2 separate regions of the Bombyx mori genome follow, and region 2 is linked to region 1. The links are chromatin contacts, called in public Hi-C maps. All regions are on one chromosome and are shown on one strand. Each heading gives the region's core, a stretch centred on a gene start, on an enhancer-like site or on the middle of the called end of the contact. The rest is flanking DNA. Distances are from core to core; before and after follow the strand shown.

The links. A called contact is a pair of places that touch in the nucleus more often than the background predicts.
Region 2: a contact with region 1 is called in a Hi-C map of whole pupa, with 1.4 times the contacts expected there. The contact joins the enhancer-like site here to the promoter of LOC101745636 in region 1. A contact is called at or near these places in 2 of 7 Hi-C or Micro-C datasets (both in whole pupa).

What each region holds. Positions count from the first base shown.
Region 1 is chr1:15,329,701-15,336,568 of ASM3026992v2, forward strand. It overlaps LOC101745636, which reads right to left and starts at 1,938. Exons shown (of 18, transcript XM_062670084.1): 1 at 1,544-1,938. The coding sequence starts at 1,838. It overlaps LOC101745785 (nostrin), which reads left to right and starts at 6,722. Exons shown (of 14, transcript XM_038012826.2): 1 at 6,722-6,868. The coding sequence starts at 6,853.
Region 2 is chr1:15,378,945-15,386,614 of ASM3026992v2, forward strand. All of the region lies in intron 1 of LOC101745785 (nostrin), which reads left to right. Among protein-coding and RNA genes, the nearest start is that of LOC101745785, 46 kb to the left of the region's middle. Within about 2 kb of position 3,992, at least 3 of the 8 cell types and tissues checked have open chromatin away from gene starts, as enhancers often do.

The sequences.
Region 1 (6,868 bases), core at 688-3,187:
TTACTAATCGATCGATGTTTACTATTGTCATGAGATTTGTCCAAGAACTAAGATAGAAATCATCATTTTAAAATAATGTTACCGCCATTGGATCTAAGAGTTTGAGTATGTTTATTAAGAAAATGCCGTAAATTTTGTTCCCAATAGTGACATTAAGAATGCACTTAAAAATAGAATGTTTTAATTGATATTTTTTGTGTTAGGAACCGTACCTAAGCACCCTCCCTCAATCAATACGACCTCTATAGTCAAATGCGGTCTTTTAACACTCATTGTTCGTTTGCTCGCTGTACCTATAGGCACTTTGAGAGGCTACAAATAAAGTGACTATTCCATTCTAGGCAACATATTTTCACATAATTTATTATATTAATTTCATTTGCTCTTAGGAGATTACCATTGATTGTAATTTAATAAATGTTGTAATTTTTTCTCAGAGTTAAATAATGAATTTCTTGACCTGACTAGCTTCCCCATTTTACTAAAAACTACCAATTTTGGTTTATTTCTGCACAGCGAGGCAATCATGTGTACCGGTAATGTAACCCAATGGTGGCATAGCCGAAATTCTGACTAAATTAAAACTATTCCTTAACAAGAAAGAAGACGGCATTCTCGATACGATATCTATAGTTTCTAGTAACCGTTTTAAAACAGATGGATTGTCGTTTGCGCTTGTACGCTTTGGAGAATAATAGAATAACTGACTAGTTGTATTAATGAAAAGGTAAGACCGTCGTCAAACAATAGTATCGCTTGGAGGTCATACGGTCCAGTGAAATTAATTTCATTAAAAGGATAAGTGTGCAATGGAAAGCGATGTGTCCTAAAATAACTACTTTCCTTATGGTAGGACGCTTTCTTTGTACTACAACGATTGTTGAATTTTATGTATCAGCTTAGGTACTACTAGTTGCAACACATAATCTATATATATATATATATACATGATTTCTTGGTTTTTTTTTATTGCTTAGATGGATGGACGAGCTCACAGCCCACCTGATGTTAAGTGGTTACCGGAGCCCATAGACATCTACAACGTAAATGCGCCACCCACCTCGAGATATAAGTTCTAAGGTCTCAGTATAATTACAACGGCTACCCCACCCTTCGAACCGAAACGCATTACTGCTTCACGGCGGAAATAGGCGGGGTGGTGGTACCTACCCGTGCGGACTCCCAAGAGGTCCTACCACCAGTAAAATCCTGTTCGTTAGTCTCGCTAAAACTCGAGAACGGCTGGACGGGTTTGGCTAATTTTGATCTTGAATTATTCGTGGAAGTCCAGGGAAGGTTTAAAATGTAGATAAATATGAAAATGCCCAGAAATAAATAAAAATAACAATTTTGATGTTTCTCTTTGATGTGTCCCCCGTCGGACGGATTCCTTTTGTTTGTTTTAAGTTTATTTTATACAAAAGTTTAGGTCTTTTATTTATCGATTGAGGCAGTACGAAGTCTGCCTGGTCAGCTAGTTTTACAATAAATATTAATTACAATATTATAAAATTCTTAAGAAAATTTGTAAATAAATAATTACCCAAAACGAAAGGATCCAAATGTTTGGCTAAGCTTTTTTCTAGTGTTACCGTCTTTGAATATTTTTTCCCTTCGATACCGTGTTTGCATCCGTAACTTTCTGAGGATTCAATGCTCGATTCTTTTGAAATTTTTTCGAATTCATTTCCATGCTTTACCTTTCTCATAAAGATAGTGTGCGATGACGATTTCGAGATTCCACAATCACTTATAGCCTTAGTTGCACTAGAATATTTACTGTCTTGTGTCTCCAAGCCGGTTTTTTTTAAAGATTTTCGTCGTCCCTTAGATTCCATAACGAAATAAAGGATTTCTGTTTGGAGAAGCCAGTAAATTCCGACACGAAATCTCTAACAAAGCGATGCCTAATTTGTTATTCTAATGGAAGTGACATAACACTTTTCAAAAAATTGGACGTTGTGAACTTCAATTACACCTACCGACCTTTTTGGGTGTCTTTTAAATAATTTAAATTGAAGTCGTCGTGGCCTAAGAGATAAGACGCCCGGTGCATTCGTGTTGAGCGATGCACCTGTGTTCGAATCCCAGGCGGGTACCAATTTTTCTAATGAATTACGTACTCAACAAATGTTCACGATTGACTTCCACGGTGAAGGAATAACATCGTGTAATAAAAGTGAAACCCGCAAAATTATAATTTGCGTAATTACTGGTGGTAGGACCTCTTGTGAGTCCGCGCGGGTAGGTACCACCGCCCTACCTATTTCTGCCGTGAAGCAGTAATGCGTTTCGGTTTGAAGGGTAGGGCAGCCGTTGTAGCTGTACTGAGATCTTACAACTTATATCTCAAGGTGGGTGGCGCATTTACGTTGTAGATGTCCATGTACTCCAGTAACCACTTAACACCAGGTGGGCTGTGAGCTCGTCCACACAACTAAGCAATAAAAAAAAAATTAGGACAGTGTTATGCAACAAACGGTAAATCATAAGTGACATCTATTTTTCACAAAGATGGCGAGCGAATCAAATCGGTCAGGCCGCGAGCACTGGAATAGTCTCGCGCCGCTGAATTTAACAGACTCGAGAGACCAACGCAACGGCGAGACTGGCGGGCGGACCGTCACTCCATGACACTCCTCATCCTCAGTCGCAGTCCGGCTTCGTTCGACGTCGGCCACGTATCAGCAGCTCGCTCGTTAGCCGCAGCGATAATTCATTACTTTTCTCAACGAGAAAAACAAGTGAAATTAGCAATAAAAATTTCAACTCCCGGCCTTTTGTGAACTTATTAGTGAGTGATTTTGAAGTTGGACCTTGCCTCTGATTACGGCTGCTCTGTTTTCGGTGAGTGTTTAGTTTGTTTGTTTCGCCGGCGAAGAGCGAAATGTTTATTTTGTTGACAGTATTACGTGTATTTCGATGATGGAAAATTTGTGACGAACCATTAGTTTTCAAGTAATATACATACTTAGTTTACTGATCAGAAAGAAACACTATTCTGATCAGTAGTTTTTTTTAAACGATATAAAAAGGCTTTAAAGGCTGTTCATTAAATGGAAATTATAGGTATGGCATTTTGAGACTAAAAACTAAAAGTTTAACTGAATAATGTCAGCGCATGAATGACAGGAATGAATAATTAAAACGATGACGTAAAATTGTTATTACAAATTACTGAGGGGAAAAAAACGTACTTTTCTGACAGAGTAAAATTTATATTTGGAACCGTTTAAAGATTAAACTTATTCAATATTAAGATAATTTCATTTAAAACAATAACCCGTTAATATTTTTAATAAATTATTTTGGAGGTAAACTTTTGATATACCTAAATTATTATCACTTAGTATGGGTATGGTATGGTATTACTGGCACGACAATATGACTGATATTGTATAAGTTTTTTTGCTGTCGTATATAGTTTTTGATGGCGGTTAAGGTCAATGAGTAACTAATACTAAAGTAGGTAACCAAGAATTTCATTACCTACTTTGTAATTTATTAATTTTTATATTAACCTTCAAATGCCATTAACGATTAAAAGTAGAATTTGCTGGTGTTCAATTAGAACGTGTGGGTTTCATTATCATGTCTATTTCAATTCTATGAAAATAGAAATACACTGTTGTTTCTCCTTCACTCTATCTGCGAATGCTTTGTAAGCATTTTTCAATATTTTAAAAGGCAAATCTACCTACAAAATGAATTATTAAAATAATTTCTTATTAGCATTGTTAACGTGTTGAATTTTTTTGGAAATTGCATATGTACGAGGATAATTAGGTGAATGTTGTATTTCTTTCCCACGCAACACACTTAAAACAGTACTAGGGATTATGCGGTACTTTTACTATTTATATATTTTTGCTATTACCAATCTCAACCGACTTCCGAAGTCTATAAAAGTGACAATGAAAGTTTCGCCACCCGCCTTTTGGTATGCGATCGAATTCTCAATCGCATTGAAACATCAACCATACGGCCATTTTACTGCAAATTTTGTAACATAGTCGTAAGGTAATTGTAATATTACCTATATAGTGCTAAAATAACACTAGCCGAACCCGTTTCATTACATACAATTAAAACAATTATTTAGTCCGTTAATTTTTTCTACATTGAGTGCGTTGTATGCCAAAACGTGTACCGGAATCCACTAATTGTACTGTAGGCTTAAATACAGATTTCTCTATTTTTATTCTGGCAGATGGGCAGACGAGTGACTTTATCTGGTGTTACATTATTACTGCATCCAGTATACGAAATGCTCACATGCATTGAGAAATGAAGTTCACGTTTTAATTATATTTCACATTTAAAGTGGAATACATGGTTGCTACATGAGTGCTATATCTGCTCGCGCTAGCCCATAAAACGTCTTGATCTATTATTAATGAAAAATAAAATGTTTGTTTTTTCTTTTCGACATATTTACATGATTCATTTATTAACAGAGTTATTCGTAATTTATTTTTGTATTTATACCTGGTTAATCAAAATTGCTTTATGAAATTAGAGAATTATTAACTAAAACTTTATCTATAAGTGTATTCTTGTTTTTATACTTCTTATAGACTTTTTGGACGAATTTTGGCCGGAAAACGTTAAAAAAACATTGTCCAAAACACGAACAAATACAAACGACGGTTACATAAATGATAATAGGTAATAACAATTCGACCGCACGATTTGCCCACCTACTTTAACTATTTGTTTCTCGGTAGATAAAGATCGAAACAGAAAAAAGTTGCCAATACGAATGTTGATTTTGTAAATGAGCTTGCGTAATGAGCGTCCAACGCCGTCCAATGTGGGCGACAGTATTAATAAGTACTTCCACACTCGTTGAAAAAAAAAAACAAAAAAGTGTTCCCAAATATTTTCTATTCCCTTCTTCATCACTTATATCGCTAATACACACAGTGGATTACTGGTGGTAGGACCTCTTGTGAGCCCGCGCGGGTGGGTACCACCACCCTGCCTATTTCTGCCGTGAAGCAGTAATGCGTTTCGGTTTGAAGGGTGGGGCAGCCGTCGTTATACTTGAGACCTTAGAACTTGAATCTCAAGGTGGGTGGCGCATTTACGTTGTGGATGTCTATAGGCTCCAGTAACCACTTAACACCAGGTGAGCTGTGAGCTCGTCCACCCATCTAAGCAATAAAAAAAAAACATAATTGAAGTGTATTTATTATATTGTATTGTATACAAAATTTATACGTTTTATTACACATTTACCTTGTGACGTGTACAGTCCATTATTAGGGAAGCCAGATTCGTGCAATGCTGCTTGTTATTCAACCGTAAACAACTAGTAGGTACCTATTCGATAAAGTTTGTTGGCATATTTTATTATACTTTCTTGAAGTTTTTTAGAATGAATTTGCGTTCTGATAATAAATTGTGACATGCAGTGTATAAATATGGATTATTTTACTATTCACTGCAAATAATTGTTAATCGCTTGACACTTGTAAAGGTCATTTTAATAAGTACGTCCTTTTTAACGCAAATAAAATAAGTATTAAATAATTTCTGCCATGATTAATGACTTACAATGGTGGTATTAGAATTAAGGTGTATGTATACAAATTGTTTGTGTCCGTAAATATTATTGTGATTTAATTATGTTTTCGATGTGTAAGTATTGTCTATTACAAAGTGATTTTCAGTAAATATAGGTAGTGTAGTTTTAAATTTTTTGCCATGTACCATCTGGCCTTTGAATCTATTGAGCCTTAGGCAGCGGCTTGGCGGTGTCTCTGGCATTGCTGACGCCCATGAGTGACGGTATCCACTTACCATCAGGTGGGCATTATGCTCGTCTGCCTACAAGGGCAATAAAAAAAAAGATGCGGGGTGTCGTGTGACATCGGATAGGAACAAAGTTCCTTATTATAAAAATATAAATTTTAAGTTCTATTCGAGGTCTAAAGAAAATAATTATTCGGGTACACATTTTTTATTATGTTTTTTATTGAAAAAAAAAAACTGCTTTACAAAGTTATCAACTTTATTTTATTCACAATGATTTATAAAAAATATATAATAATAATATACAAAGAAACAGCTATTTATATGAATAATAATAATAACCGTCATCATGTAGACTATACATTAGACATCATACTATGACTATACATAAATAATAAAAATCTTACGTTACGGACGTTTTTTCCCGGAGGGTACCCGTCCGCATCGTCCCATAAGAAACTTCGTTCCAATAATAATTTGCAAAATTAAATTCAAATACTTTCGCTACTAAAATTCGCATAATTTGCAAATATTTATTATTATTTCACTTGTTATGAACCTTCATTGTGAATATTCAAAACAGTGAGAATGAAAAACCTAAGTCTTTATCAGCAGCTGATACCAGGTCCTTTAACAGTAAAAAACGAAACGGCGGTGTGATATTTTTATGATTTAATGATCCACTATATCTATACAATTCTTTATGAACTCTTTAGCTAAATAAATGATATCGTTTAGGTATAGTAAGAACACAGCCAAGAGGTTGGTTACCCATACTAGTGTATCGCTTACAAGAAATAAATTATCTACATATTGGTACATTAAATACATTTTCCACGTGATGCTGCAAAGCGAGTTTCATTATCGCCGCCTCGAACGAGATAGCTACGACGTCTGTTTGATTGACGTGTTGTCCTTAGATTACAGATATGATAACGTTGAGAAAACTCCGATCTGTCACGATAAAACACTTGCAGATAAAAACTTGTTAGTTCGGACGCAGACCGCTTTGTTCGCGAGCGATTTTTTTTTTGTAAATTTTGCAAAAAAAAGGATGTTTGATTAACCTTAGATTCAGTGTAACGATCGTCAATTATGGCTAATCTTTTGA
Region 2 (7,670 bases), core at 2,742-5,241, 51 kb after region 1:
TGAAAATGAGGTTGTTAAGAGAGTGTTAACTATGAATGTGGAAGGATTTAGAGGAAGAGGTAGACCTAAGAAGAAATGGATGGATTGTGTGAAAGACGATATGGGTAGGAGGGGAGTGAGCGAAGAAATGGTATATGATAGAAGATTATGGAAGGAGAAAACATGTTGCGCCGACCCCAGGTGACTGGGAGAAGGGCAGGATAATGATGATGATGATGACATAAGTTGAAACGCCTAACGAATACATATGATGTTCGTCCTTGTAATTATAACTATTATAAAATCACCATATGTATTTATTATAATACATGTTGTTGAATTTAAATATTTGAAAAAAAAAACAACGAAAACCAGACTAAAATATGAACAAAGTTCGTTATATTTCAATATTTATTGAGAAGGCAAACTTAATACGACGCGATATCGCTGTCTTCCTTGTGTCTGGTATAGTACGTCTGCTATCTCGAAGCGTTGATCCTTTGTTTGGAGGATCGCACGTTTTTGGGCTATGCATGCAAGGAACCTGATTTTAATACAATAATAAAATACAAAAGATTTTATACCACTTCCGACTATTCGTGTTTGATATGTCAATATCTACTTAGAAAGCGTTCGAGAAAAGTAGTTTATTTGGAAGCTCAAAACAGACGAAGTATAATTATTTTTATTATATAGCAAAAACAGGCACACAAAATTGTAAACAATCTATTGTTAGTTTTGATACCGCAGCATATAACCGAAGCTAACTTGTGACATGAGTTTCTGTGCTGAGAACAATGCCTATACTTTCCAGTAATCTGTTTGTTTTGCGGGTGCAATAGCTAGAATTATGATTTACAATCACAACTCACCATATTTCACCATTAGTAATCGTTCAGATATTACATGATCTTCCGATAATTTATCGATTACCAATCACGGCCGTGAGTCATCATATTAGTAGATGCCTGCCTTAGTTAACTAAATGAAGAAATACAGTGATCTCAACGAATTAAACTAGGATTTATTTGATTCAGGTCATCGATACAACAGTGGACCTGGGTTCTGTGTTGTCAAAGGGCCGGTTTATATAGTTATTTCTAACAAATAATCAAACAAAGCTTAGCAAGTAAATTAGCGAGAATTAGTAAGGTAAGCATTGAGTTTTTTTTGTTATACAAAGGATGTGGTCTGTTTTAGATGATTGATCAGCTCAATCTATCAAAATAATTATGTAACCTATTGCATTATAGTCAAAACAAAAGGATCGAGGGTAGGAATAAATAATAAGTTTAAAAAAAATGTAAACAGTTACATATTTTCGATCTGTAAGATTCAATATGTATTGACAATGGTTATTCACTGATACCGGTTTGGAAACCCGTTTCTTTTGGCATGCTTCGATAGTTAATTAGATTAATATGAATACCATAGTGTTGACCTACACTCACCGCACAAAGTAAAAGTGCAGTCTGTAATTTAAAACAAATGTTAATATAAAAAAATTGTAATTGCATTAAATTATAATATCAAGAATGTGTAATATGAAGATCAAAAACTATCCAAGATTTTGTTTTTAAATCATATTATACAACACGGTTTAAATTTTAGAACGTTGTCCAATTAAGAGTTTCGAGTTTGTAATGAGATTCTCAATTCAAGTCGGCAGGGTCATTTAAATGTCGATTACCTATCTACATGGTATTGATCTGAATCTGATAATTCGATGTTGATCCGTCGCACTTGTATCGCTTGCCAAATATAACATGGTCGAATATTTAATCGGAAATCGTTATGACGAATCAAATTTTATTCGATTCAAGGTTATCGATTTAATTTCTTTCTCGTTTGACACACACAGGTGCGATTTAAGATACCGGTACAACAAATTTTGATTAATCGCAAAAAGGTTGTTGTGGACTTCTCTTAAAAAAAATTCCAGTGACTTGTTTAGTACACAAATACACTCGTATATTTATTATTTAATCAAATTATCGTCATTCACATCTTACGTGATGTTAGAACATTTGTCGAATCAATTCATGAAACGATTGCGTTAATATCGATAACATTAACGAAAGTTAAAACTTGATAATCATTCGATAAATTATAGAATTCTATTTCTATCTGACCAACCGTTTAGATCATTAATATTTACGATACAAAACTGGTTTTCTTGTGGCCGGCGCATGCTACTTTTTGCGGGTATACGAACGTCTAATGTCGGTTTTTTTTCATCGAATGATCAGAAGAAGTTCTTCGTATTTGATGACGCGGATGACGTCACTTCGGTCACTGGCATCCAGTGAAAGTCAGTCAATCGATGGCGTTGTGGTAACGACGCATCAATCTGCAACACTTTCGTTGTCGTGAATCGATTGTTATTCGGGTACCGATCCTCGGGACCGATTTCCCCGGCGGCGCCCAGCCTTCACAGAGCTGTTCAAAAATAATTCCATATCTAATTCAGGGTCTCGTTAGAATAGGCAATTCAAATTCACACTTACGTTATATTACGTGCCGACATTGCTTCAGGAAGGAAGTCGGTATTTCTTAATTATTTTGACACAAGGCTATAATGAAGCGATTTTCTCGGTTATTATCGGGTTTCACCGTGTGCACAGCTATGCACTTCGCACACATTGATACATTAGGATGCCGCCGAATAAAATTGCGTAAAGTTTTCGTTCTGTTCTGTAGACAGGTCGTGTTTCTGCAGAGTGCAGTTATGAAATTGATCTATGTCGGTTGGTACTACGGTCAGTTACGTGTATGTCGGAGTAATATACCTACTGATTGTTGCTGCTTCTGCAATCTCAATGTAATGTTATTGTTTTTTTAATGATACCCTTAAAGATTTCCAAACACCCTAAATTAACTTCGGTCGAAATATTTCGGTATCAATCCCACGGTATCTTGAACTTTTTTAGATGTTTCAAGTGTAATTGATGAATGATTCTGGCGCGAATCCAAATATTTTTATTCAATTAAAATCCGAATGCTTTTAGTAAGGGTATTTAGTATTTAAAGTGTATTATTATAATACATCGATATTGACAATTATTGGCCTATATTTTAGCATAAAACTATTGTGTATTATTTGTGTTATAAAATATAGTTTTAATTAAACTTACCGATCTATTTACAAAATCCGTGTTAAATAGAGGATTATTATTTATTTTTATATGGTTATTAAGATTAATCTAATGTAATGTAGCTAAACAATTACAACTATTAGTAACTAGTAGTACAGTAGATACAGCATCGTCATTTGATATTGTGACATCTTTTCTCTTCTAAAGATTATTACGATTCAAAATTGTTTGCATGTTTCTTGATAAATGTGCAATACTTCTACTTTTAATGAGATACCTAAGTCTAATCAAATCTCATCTAACGTTTAAAAATGAATAGTTTAAATGTTTGTATTTACTCACTTTTACGTGTCCAGTCATTCGATCGCAATGAACCGTAGTATATATTATTGACGTTATTGATATTGACATTATTGACGTACGAGTTACAAAAAATACAAAATACGTGGTATCTAAAACAAAGAGTGGTGGTCCGTTGTGCTGTATGAGGCCTTTGACCCCGAGTATGCATTGTTTTTCTTAGTCACGATGCCTACAACGTGAAAAACATTCCTAAAATATAGTAGAATACATTTCTATCGTAACTACTTCGAGTGTCTGCCCGAACCTGTAAATTGCAACGGTCATACAAAAAGAAGATTACTAAAACTAAATAACGCGAAAATACGTAATTACTAAACATAATAATCTAACATCGATAAAATACCAGCACCAGTATTATCAGTACAATTTAATTACGGGCTTAAGCAAAACGAAACTACTCCGAAATCGGATTTTTACTAAATAAACGTAATAAAATTACGAATCAAATGACTCGGTAACAAAAAAGAAATTCAAGAGATATCAACTTGTTTACAAGCTTATTACAACGGAGCTAATACAACAATTCGCGATGTGTCGACGTATGTACAGCAAACGGTCGCTTGCGTCGGTTACATAACGGCCAACCAATCGTTTCGTATTAAACACGCAATACTCTCAGACTATTCTCAACGTATGCCACAAGTTTTGCTTCATACAAGCCTCAAGCAATACAATTGCTATCATATGAGCAGCACTTGCTACTAATTAGACGTTAATAATTTTATCATTCGTAAACATATAATCATTAATCATATTAATAGTTGTTGCAGTTGAATCTTTTTTGTAGTATTTTTAACTTGTGGTTTGTAATAATAAATCTATTTGTTTTTCTTTGGTAACTTCTGCTTCTTCTTTTTTACAATAAAATCGATTTAAAACTAATAGTAAGAATTAGCTAAAGGTATCAGAATCGAACTATGGAATGTTTAGACACATTTGTTGTTATGTTCTTGTTACTCTTTTTATTTTATTAAAACCATTCCTATCGATTTATTAATCTACATTTTTTAAGCGCTTCGGAGTCAATTATCTGCAAAAAATCTTTAGATTTTAATTTATTTTGTTATTAATGTCAAGAAAGTACCAAAAATACATTAACACGCTAAACGCTATGACGGACACCATGTGTCCACAGCATACTTTCCCCTACCGTACCAATATAACAAGAATCGTGCAAAAATCCTTGAGGTGTTTTTTCGCCAACTTTGTCAAGAAAGAACTAAAAAACGACTTATGAAAACAGTGACTATTCATTATTTTCAGAGAAATGTCAAATGGCAGACACGCTGTGTCAGTCGAGGCCCCCCTAGACCCAAATTTTTTGGCGGTCTCAGGGTGTCCGTCGCGACTTACTGAACCAAATTTTAACATAATTTTTAGTCTAGCGTTCAACGTGATAATTATACATAAAATGTTAGTAAGTCATCATAAAGACACTGCACCCGGCCCGGATGGTGTCCATGGCCGGGTTTGGGCCTTGGCTCTTGGTGCCCTAGGGGACCGACTCTTGAGACTTTACAACTCCTGCCTCGAGTCGGGACGGTTTCCTTCATCGTGGAGGACGGGCAGACTCGTGCTGTTGAGAAAAGAGGGGCGCCCGGCGGATACTGCCGCCGGGTACCGTCCCATCGTGTTGCTGGATGAGGTGGGCAAGCTGCTGGAACGCATTCTGGCAGCCCGCATCATCCAGCATCTAGTCGGGGTGGGACCCGATCTGTCGGCGGAGCAGTATGGCTTCCGAGAGGGCCGCTCAACGGTAGACGCGATCCTTCGCGTGCGGGCCCTCTCGGAGGAGGCCGTCTCCAGGGGTGGGGTGGCTTTGGCGGTGTCGCTCGATATCGCCAATGCGTTTAACACCCTGCCCTGGTCCGTGATAGGGGGGGCGCTGGAACGACATAGAGTGCCCCCCTACCTTCGCCGGCTGGTGGGTTCCTACTTAGAGGACAGATCGGTCACGTGTACCGGACACGGTGGGATCCTGCACCGGTTCCCGGTCGTGCGCGGTGTTCCACAGGGGTCGGTGCTCGGCCCCCTTTTGTGGAATATCGGGTATGACTGGGTGCTGAGAGGTGCCCTCCTCCCGGGCCTGAGCGTTATCTGTTACGCAGACGACACGTTGGTCGTGGCCCGGGGGGGGAGTTTTGCTGAGTCTGCCCGTCTTGCTACGGCTGGGGTGGCGCATGTCGTCGGCAAAATTAGGAGATTGGGCCTCGACGTGGCGCTCAGTAAATCCGAGGCCATGTGGTTCCACAGGCCCCGGAGAGTGCCACCTGTCGATGCCCATATCGTGGTTGGAGGCGTCCGTATCGGGGTCGGGGTGCAGTTGAAGTACCTCGGCCTCATTCTGGACAGTCGTTGGACCTTCCGTGCTCACTTTCAAAATCTGGTCCCTCGTTTGTTGGGGGTGGCCGGCGCGTTAAGCCGGCTTCTGCCCAACGTCGGGGGGCCTGACCAGGTGACGCGCCGTCTCTATACGGGGGTGGTGCGATCAATGGCCCTATACGGGGCGCCCGTGTGGGGCCAGTCCCTGGCCGTGGGGGTGGCGAAGCTGCTGCAACGGCCGCAACGCACCATCGCGGTCAGGGTCATCCGTGGTTATCGCACCATCTCCTTTGAGGCGGCGTGTGTACTGGCTGGGACGCCGCCTTGGGTTCTGGAAGCGGAGGCGCTCGCCGCTGACTATAAGTGGCGGGCTGACCTTCGTGCCCGGGGCGTGGCGCGTCCCAGCCCCAGTGTGGTCAGAGCGCGGAGGGGCCAATCTCGGCGGTCCGTGCTGGAGTCATGGTCCAGACGGCTGGCCGATCCTTCGGCTGGTCGTAGGACCGTCGAGGCGATTCGCCCGGTCCTTGTGGATTGGGTGAATCGTGACAGAGGACGCCTCACTTTCCGGATCACGCAGGTGCTCACTGGGCATGGTTGTTTCGGTGAGTTCCTGCACCGGATCGGAGCCGAGCCGACGGCAGAGTGCCACCATTGTGGTTGCGACTTGGACACGGCAGAGCATACGCTCGTCGCCTGCCCCGCATGGGAGGGGTGGCGCCGTGTCCTCGTCGCAAAAATAGGAACCGACTTGTCGTTGCCGAGTGTTGTGGCATCGATGCTCGGCGACGACGAGTCGTGGAAGGCGATGCTCGACTTCTGCGAGTGCACCATCTCGCAGAAGGAGGCGGCGGGGCGCGTGAGAGACGCACAATCCCGCCGCCGTCGAGCGGGGGCCAGGGAGGCGGATCTCGCCCAAGCCCTGGCCCTCTAAGTGTTTCGGGTCCCCCTCACATGTCGGTCTGGGGACCGGCGAGGGGGGCCTAAGAAGACGACGTGCAAGCTGCTCTGCACGCGTTTTACGCAAGAGCATCCGGGTGATGGAAGGCCGGCTATCCTCGACCCATGCTGGTTCTGGCCCAGCGGGGTATTCCGTAGGGTAACCCACTCTAACCGGCGCCATCTAGGCGGGCTTCGGACAGTCTGCCGACCGAGAGGGCTTGTGGTCGTGGCGCCGACGACCGCCAGTCCGGCGTCCCGAGGGGGAGGGTGATGGGAGAGATGTGCTCCGCACTAAACACTTCACTTTCCCCCCTTTGCCTTTTCATGAGTTCTGTCTCATGCGAGGTTTGGACGTTGGTTGTTGAGCGACAGGAGGTTTTAGTCAGTTCGACTCTGACATACCCCGCCCAGTATCCCCAGAAAAGGGCGGAAGTCCGGCGATTTCCTCCTGACCAAAAAAAAAAAAAAAAAGTCATCATAAAGTCGACTACACTACTTTGAGCTTAGAAAGAAGAAGTCGGCTGGAGCTATATCTGATCAATAAGGTGATTGTTCGATGGTATTTGTTGAGTTTTTGGTCAAAAATTCGTTCACGGCAATGGCCTTTGGCAAAGGCGCATTATCAAGGTTTTTTTTGTTATTGCTTAGATGGGTGGACGAGCTCACAGTAAATCTGGTGTTAAGTGGTTACTGGAGCCCATAGACATCTACAACGTAAGTGCGCCACCCACCTTGAGATATAAGTTCTAAGGTCTCAAGTATAGTTACAACGGCTACCCCACCCTTCAAACCGAAACGCACGCTTCCCGGCAGAAATAGGAAGGGCGGTGGTACCTATACGTACGGACTCACAAGAGGTCCTACCACCAGTAAGTGGTGGTTGCAGTAGTGCAAAATCCAAGAATTTTCTTTCCACAAATCTAGACTTTTCCCATAAGCGCCGCATAACGCTTATTAATATTCTTTAATTAC